Regions from separate parts of the Canis lupus genome. Here region 1 is linked to region 2. A link is a contact called in public Hi-C data. All regions are on one chromosome and are shown on one strand. Each heading gives the region's core, a stretch centred on a gene start, on an enhancer-like site or on the middle of the called end of the contact. The rest is flanking DNA. Distances are from core to core; before and after follow the strand shown.

Region 1 (2,700 bases), core at 55-2,554, 840 kb before region 2:
CAAGTGTGGTTCTCAGAAATTCAATAATAGAGAAGTGCATGCTATATCACTGATGCATAGAATGGGACACCAAAACCCAGAAGAATCCTAGAAGAAATGGTAGCGCTGGGTCTTAAAAATTCAGAATGAGACCTTATCTTCCTTCCTGTATAGCTTCTACGTTGTAGGAAGTTATCTGCAGCCTCCGGTACTAAATTTTTCTCCTTAAGTCAAAATATAAGTTTTGCTCTTAGAACTCAAACGTCATTTTAATGCATGTGGAAAATATTCATCTCAAAACACAGCTGGATGAATAATCTGACTAGAAAAGCAGGAGATAAGGCCTCTTCCCGATTTCCCGTTCCTCTTTAACAAGACTTTCCAAAATTCAACTCCGGCATCGCTCCTACATCATCTCCTGTAACTATCGGATGCCAAGTTCTCAAATGGCTTGTCCTAGGAGGGAAGTTTACACACCGTCGTGCCTCCAAGACTAGCCTCTCAAACACTCCTTAATCACGTGTCCCACCTCATCTCCACACACACATTCCCGCAACTGTGACAGGAGCCCTAGAGAAATTCAGGAACCCCAGAAGAGCGAACGAGGGGTGGGGGTGGCAGATTTCCTCCCCATTTAAAGGAAAAAGAAAAAAAAAAAAGTGGCATATGCGCTTTAGGTGTATGCTGAGAGCGAAGCCTGGCAAAGTCCTTTCTGTGGCCTCACGGGTGTGGCCCTGCGGCTGCACCCGAAACCCCAGGTAAGGTCAAACGGCCCAGACGCCGGCCCGACCGAGCGCCAAGGGATCGAGCCAGGGGGCGTCAGGGCGCCGCGACGGGCCAGCACTTGGGGAAAGGCGATTCTGGAATTTAGAACGGTACCGGCGCTCGGGAGGGAGAGCCGTCCCCGCGCACGAGCCTGTGAGGGCGAGCCTTCCCGCCGCCCAGGTCGGGCCGGAGGGGGGCTCTCCTCGTCGCTGGCGGACGAGAGGCTCAGCGAGCGTGTCAGGTGCCCCGGCCGGGCCCGGCAAAGACCAGATGAACAAGTCCGGGGCCAGGCCCGGGGTCCGAGCGAGCTCCGCGCGGACCCTGAGGGCCCGAGACGCGCCACGCCTCGGTCTCCACACTCCACTTACGTCGTCGACCGTCGCTGCCCAGAGCCCGAGCTCCGGGACGGCGCTCACAACCGCCGGGGCCCAGCACGAGAGGCAGAGGGCGACGTGAAGCAGCGGAGCCGCGGCAGGAAGGCGGCGGCCGGACACCAGCCGGGCCCCGATGCGGCAGGCGGCGGCCATCTTGACGCGGAAGCCGCACCTGGCGCTCCAAGGCGCCCGCCACGCCCCGCGTCCGCACCTGGTGCAGCTCCGCCTCCGGGAGGCGGGTTCGCGTCGGTGACGGGGCTCACGCTGGGAGGTGGACTGGAGGTTTCGGCTTGGGCGAGGAGGTGCGGCTCGGGCCCCACAAGCGGGGTTCAGGCCCGGGCCCCGGCGTGGAGCTAAAGAAGCCAGAGCGCGGCTCGGAGGGGTGGGCGGGTCAGAGCGTAGAGGCGGGCCTCGGGGCTGGGCCGGAGCGGGAGGGAGGGGCGGGGCCAGATTGGGGGCGGGACCGGGGAGAGGCGGGCTCGGGGCGGGGCCTCCGGAGTGGAAGGGGCGGGGCCAGATTGGGGGCGGGGCCGGGGAGAGGCGGGCCTCGGGGCTAGGCCGGAGCGGGAGGGAGGGGCGGGGCCAGATTGGGGGCGGGGCCGGGGGAGAGGCGGGCCTCGGGGCTAGGCCGGAGCGGGAGGGAGGGGCGGGGCCAGATTGGGGGCGGGGCCGGGGGAGAGGCGGGCTCGGGGCGGGGCCTCCGGAGTGGGAGGGGCGGGCCGGGAGGCGGGGCCAGCCTGAGGCGGAAAACTCAGGTCCAGATTGCTCAGTGTCCTGTGGTTCGATGCTTAGAGGAGAGTATGGGATGGTTTCGTGTGAAAGTTCTGCTCTTATTAAACTCAACAGCAAAGAAACAACAATCCAATCATGAAATGGGCAAAAACATGACAGAAATCTCACAGAGGAAGACATAGACATGGCCAACACGCACATGAGAAAATGCTCCGCATCACTGGCCATCAGGGAAATACAAATCAAAACCACAATGAGATACCACCTCACAGCAGTGAGAATGGGGAACATTAACAAGACAGGAAACCACAAATGTTGGAGAGGATGTGGAGAAAGGGGAACCCTCTTGCACTGTTGGTGGGAATGTGAGCTGGTGCAGCCACTCTGGAAAACTGTGTGGAGGTTCCTCAAAGAGTTAAAAATAGAGCTGCCCTACGACCCAGCAATTGCACTGCTGGGGACTTACCCCAAAGATACAGATGCAACGAAACGCCGGGACACCCGCACCCCGATGTTTCTAGCAGCAATGTCCACAATAGCCAAACTGGAAGGAGCCTCGGTGTCCATCGAAAGATGAATGGATAAAGATGTGGTCTATGTATACAATGGAATATTACTCAGCCATTAGAAACAACAAATACCCACCATTTGCTTCAACGTGGATGGAACTGGAGGGTATTATGCTGAGTGAAGTAAGTCAATCGGAGAAGGACAAACATTGTATGGTCTCATTCATTTGGGGAATATAAAAAATAGTGAAAGGGAATAAAGGGGAAAGGAGAATAAATGAGTGGGAAATATCAGAAAGGGAGACAGAACATGAGAGACTCCTAACTCTGGGAAACGAACT
Region 2 (2,700 bases), core at 65-2,564:
GGGGCAGCGGTCCCCTTCGCCTTCAGGATTACCTTGCTGTTCTGTCTGTAGAGAGGTAGGGGCCCCAGGCCTGAGCTGAGGAGGCCTCTCAGCAGGCTGCAATTGTCCACCTTCTCTGTCACACTCAGAACTTACATCTGAAGGTTGCTTTGCCATTTGGTCTTTTTTTCTGCAAATAAAGCAAAAACTAAGATTATCTTAAGCAAAATAATAATTACAACAAGTAAATTTAGCTAACTTTTGCGGATTCCTCCAAAGCTTTTAGAACAGCAAATACTTTAAGTTGTTGGTTCATACACTTCTCTGAGGATCTTCCAAATAAGAATAAAAACACACCTAAAATAACAAAGGTACCTCTATCTTTGCGGGGGGAGGGGAGGGGGTGGGACTAAACTTCCTGCCACCAAACAAAACACAATTACAAGGTCAATGTGAAACTGGTGCTGTCTCACACTCACACACTCATACACACACACATGTTTCAGAAGCCGCTTGTGTTAAGTGTATTCACATGCACTCTTTGCTCAGGGCCGACTTGAATAAGTCGGAAACTCCCAGCAGGCTCCGATTTCCCGGGATCAGATACCGCGCTGGAGCACAGGAGCGGGCGCAGATGCAGCGATTGCAGGCGGCTGGCCGCGTTCCCCACTCCGGCCCCATTGTTCTGCCGAAAGTGCTGAGGGCAGCAAGTCTGGGGAAGGTTTGGCAAGGGCCGGCAGTCGTAGTAAGTGCGTCACAATAGAGTTTGTAACTCGGAGCGCGGCTCGGCCGGGGCTCGGGCGCTCCCCGCCCGCGGTCCCTCCCGCTCCCCGCCCGCGCGCCCCTCCTCCCGCAGGGGGCAGCGCGCCGCGCGGAGCCCGACGCAACTTCTCCGGACGAACCCGCACAGTGGGGTGCACACCTCCAAGTGGGGGGCAGTGACCCCCGAAGCCGTCCCCGGGCGCCCCCTGCAAAGTGCCCAAGTAACTCCGCACACTAGGCTCCCCGGGCGCGCGGCCCCTGCGTCCCACCGACCCTGCCCTGTGGAGGTATTCGGGCCGAAACTCACGTCCGCCCCTTCCCTTCCGATCGTCGCGTCCGGGCCCGGGCCCCGCGGCGTCCCGCCCGCGTCCTTCGCCGACCCGGAGCCCCCTGACCGTCAGCACGAAGGGAGCGCGGGAGACAAAGCCCGGGACTCGCGTTCAGAGCCCCCGGGGCCGCGCAGAGCCCACCACCGGCCGCCCGCCCGCCGCCGCCGCGCTCCGCCGGGCAGCCCAGGGCTCCCCGCGCCGCGCCTCTGGCCCGCGCTGCCCCGGCCGCCGCCGCCGGGAACATCCTCCGCCTCCTCCCGCTCCTCCCCTCGCGCACTGCGCCCGCCGCCGCCGGCACCGCCGACCTCCCCGCGCCGCTGGCGCCGGGTGCCCGCGCTCCCAATTGGCCCGCGCGCGCTCGCTCCCCGCCGCAGCCAATAGCCGCCGCCCGCGGGGGCGGCGCCTACGGGCCAGGCCGCCAAAGGCGAGGCGATTGTTGACAAACTCGCCTCCGAAGGCTGCCCCGGCCCCGGCCCCGGCGGCCGCGGCGGGAGTCCCGGCGACCCGAGCTGCCCAGGTGCCCCCCAGCCCGCCCCGCCTGTGCCCGTCCGGGGGCCGCGCGAGCCTCCGGGTTCCCGCCGCGCCAGGCCGGTCACCTGGAGACAAAGCAGGAGCCTCGCGCTCTCCGCACCCGCAGAGCCGACCTCGGACCCCAGTCCTTGCCGCTGGCCGCCGACCCCCGCCCGGGCCGGCTGGCCGAAGACCCCAAAGGCCGCCCCTTCCCCTAGCCGGGGCACCCACCGTCCTCCACAAATTCCTCCCTCTTCTTCCCCGAGCGCGGCGCGTACGCTCCAAATCCAAGCCGCCGCCACTGGCCACGGGCACGCATGTCCGCGCGCACCCGTGAGCGCGGCAGACAACGAACACATCCACGCCCCGGTCTCCCGCGGCCGGCGGGTCTTCCGCCACGAGCTCGGACACCGAGTAACAGGCCCCCGAGGGCACCGCACCGCCCGGCGCACTGCGAGGGAGTGGGGGTGCCCCACGCACGGAGCAGGTCCTGCGGCCCGAGGCTCGCCCATCGCGTGGCGCCGGCGATCGGCGGCCCTCGGCCCCTCGCCGTCGGGATCGTGCGGCTGCTGGTGTCTGCGGCGCAGCCGCGGCCCGGGCAGGGCAGGGCGCCCCCAGGCACGTCCAGAAGAGCGCGAACGCTGCAGCCGCCCTGAAACCTCCGCCTCAACCGGTGCAAGGAAAAAGCCGAGGCTCGCCAGTGAAAGAACCGCCGCAGTTCCGCAAATCCTCCGCAACGGGCCCGAGCACGCGAGGACAGCCAAGCCGCCAGACCAGCTCCGACGGCGCGGCCGCTACCTGGGGAATGGGGGGTGGGGGGTGGGGAGGGAGTCTCGGGACAGGGCGGCGACACTTGCCGGCCGGCCGCGCAGCCTAGTACCCAGGAGCGGGGCCGCAGCTCCCGGGACAGCGCCGAGAGCGCGCGCTGCCTTTCCCCGCCGGCCCCGAGAAGCTTCTCCGCTCCCTGGCGCGCGGAATCCCCGGCCCGAGGCGCACTTCGGCCGAGCGCCCCGAGCTCTGCGCGCACGCCCCCTCCCCGACCTGGACCTGCGTGGGGGAGGGAGCCCGCCCCGCCGGACCGCTGCCTCCCGCCCGGCGACCAGAGTGCGACGGGGACCTG

The links. A called contact is a pair of places that touch in the nucleus more often than the background predicts.
Region 1: a contact with region 2 is called in a Hi-C map of blood, with 4 times the contacts expected there. The contact joins the promoter of TMEM87B here to the promoter of BCL2L11 in region 2. A contact is called at or near these places in 2 of 9 Hi-C or Micro-C datasets (both in blood).

The regions. Positions count from the first base shown.
Region 1 is chr17:36,642,676-36,645,375 of UU_Cfam_GSD_1.0, reverse strand. TMEM87B (transmembrane protein 87B) reads right to left here and starts at 1,304. Exons shown (of 20, transcript XM_038561452.1): 1 at 1,113-1,304. The coding sequence starts at 1,271.
Region 2 is chr17:35,800,454-35,803,153 of UU_Cfam_GSD_1.0, reverse strand. BCL2L11 (bcl-2-like protein 11) reads right to left here and starts at 1,314. Exons shown (of 7, transcript XR_005372402.1): 1 at 1,049-1,314; 2 at 33-169. LOC111090605 (a long non-coding RNA gene) reads left to right here and starts at 872. Exons shown (of 3, transcript XR_005372405.1): 1 at 872-1,028.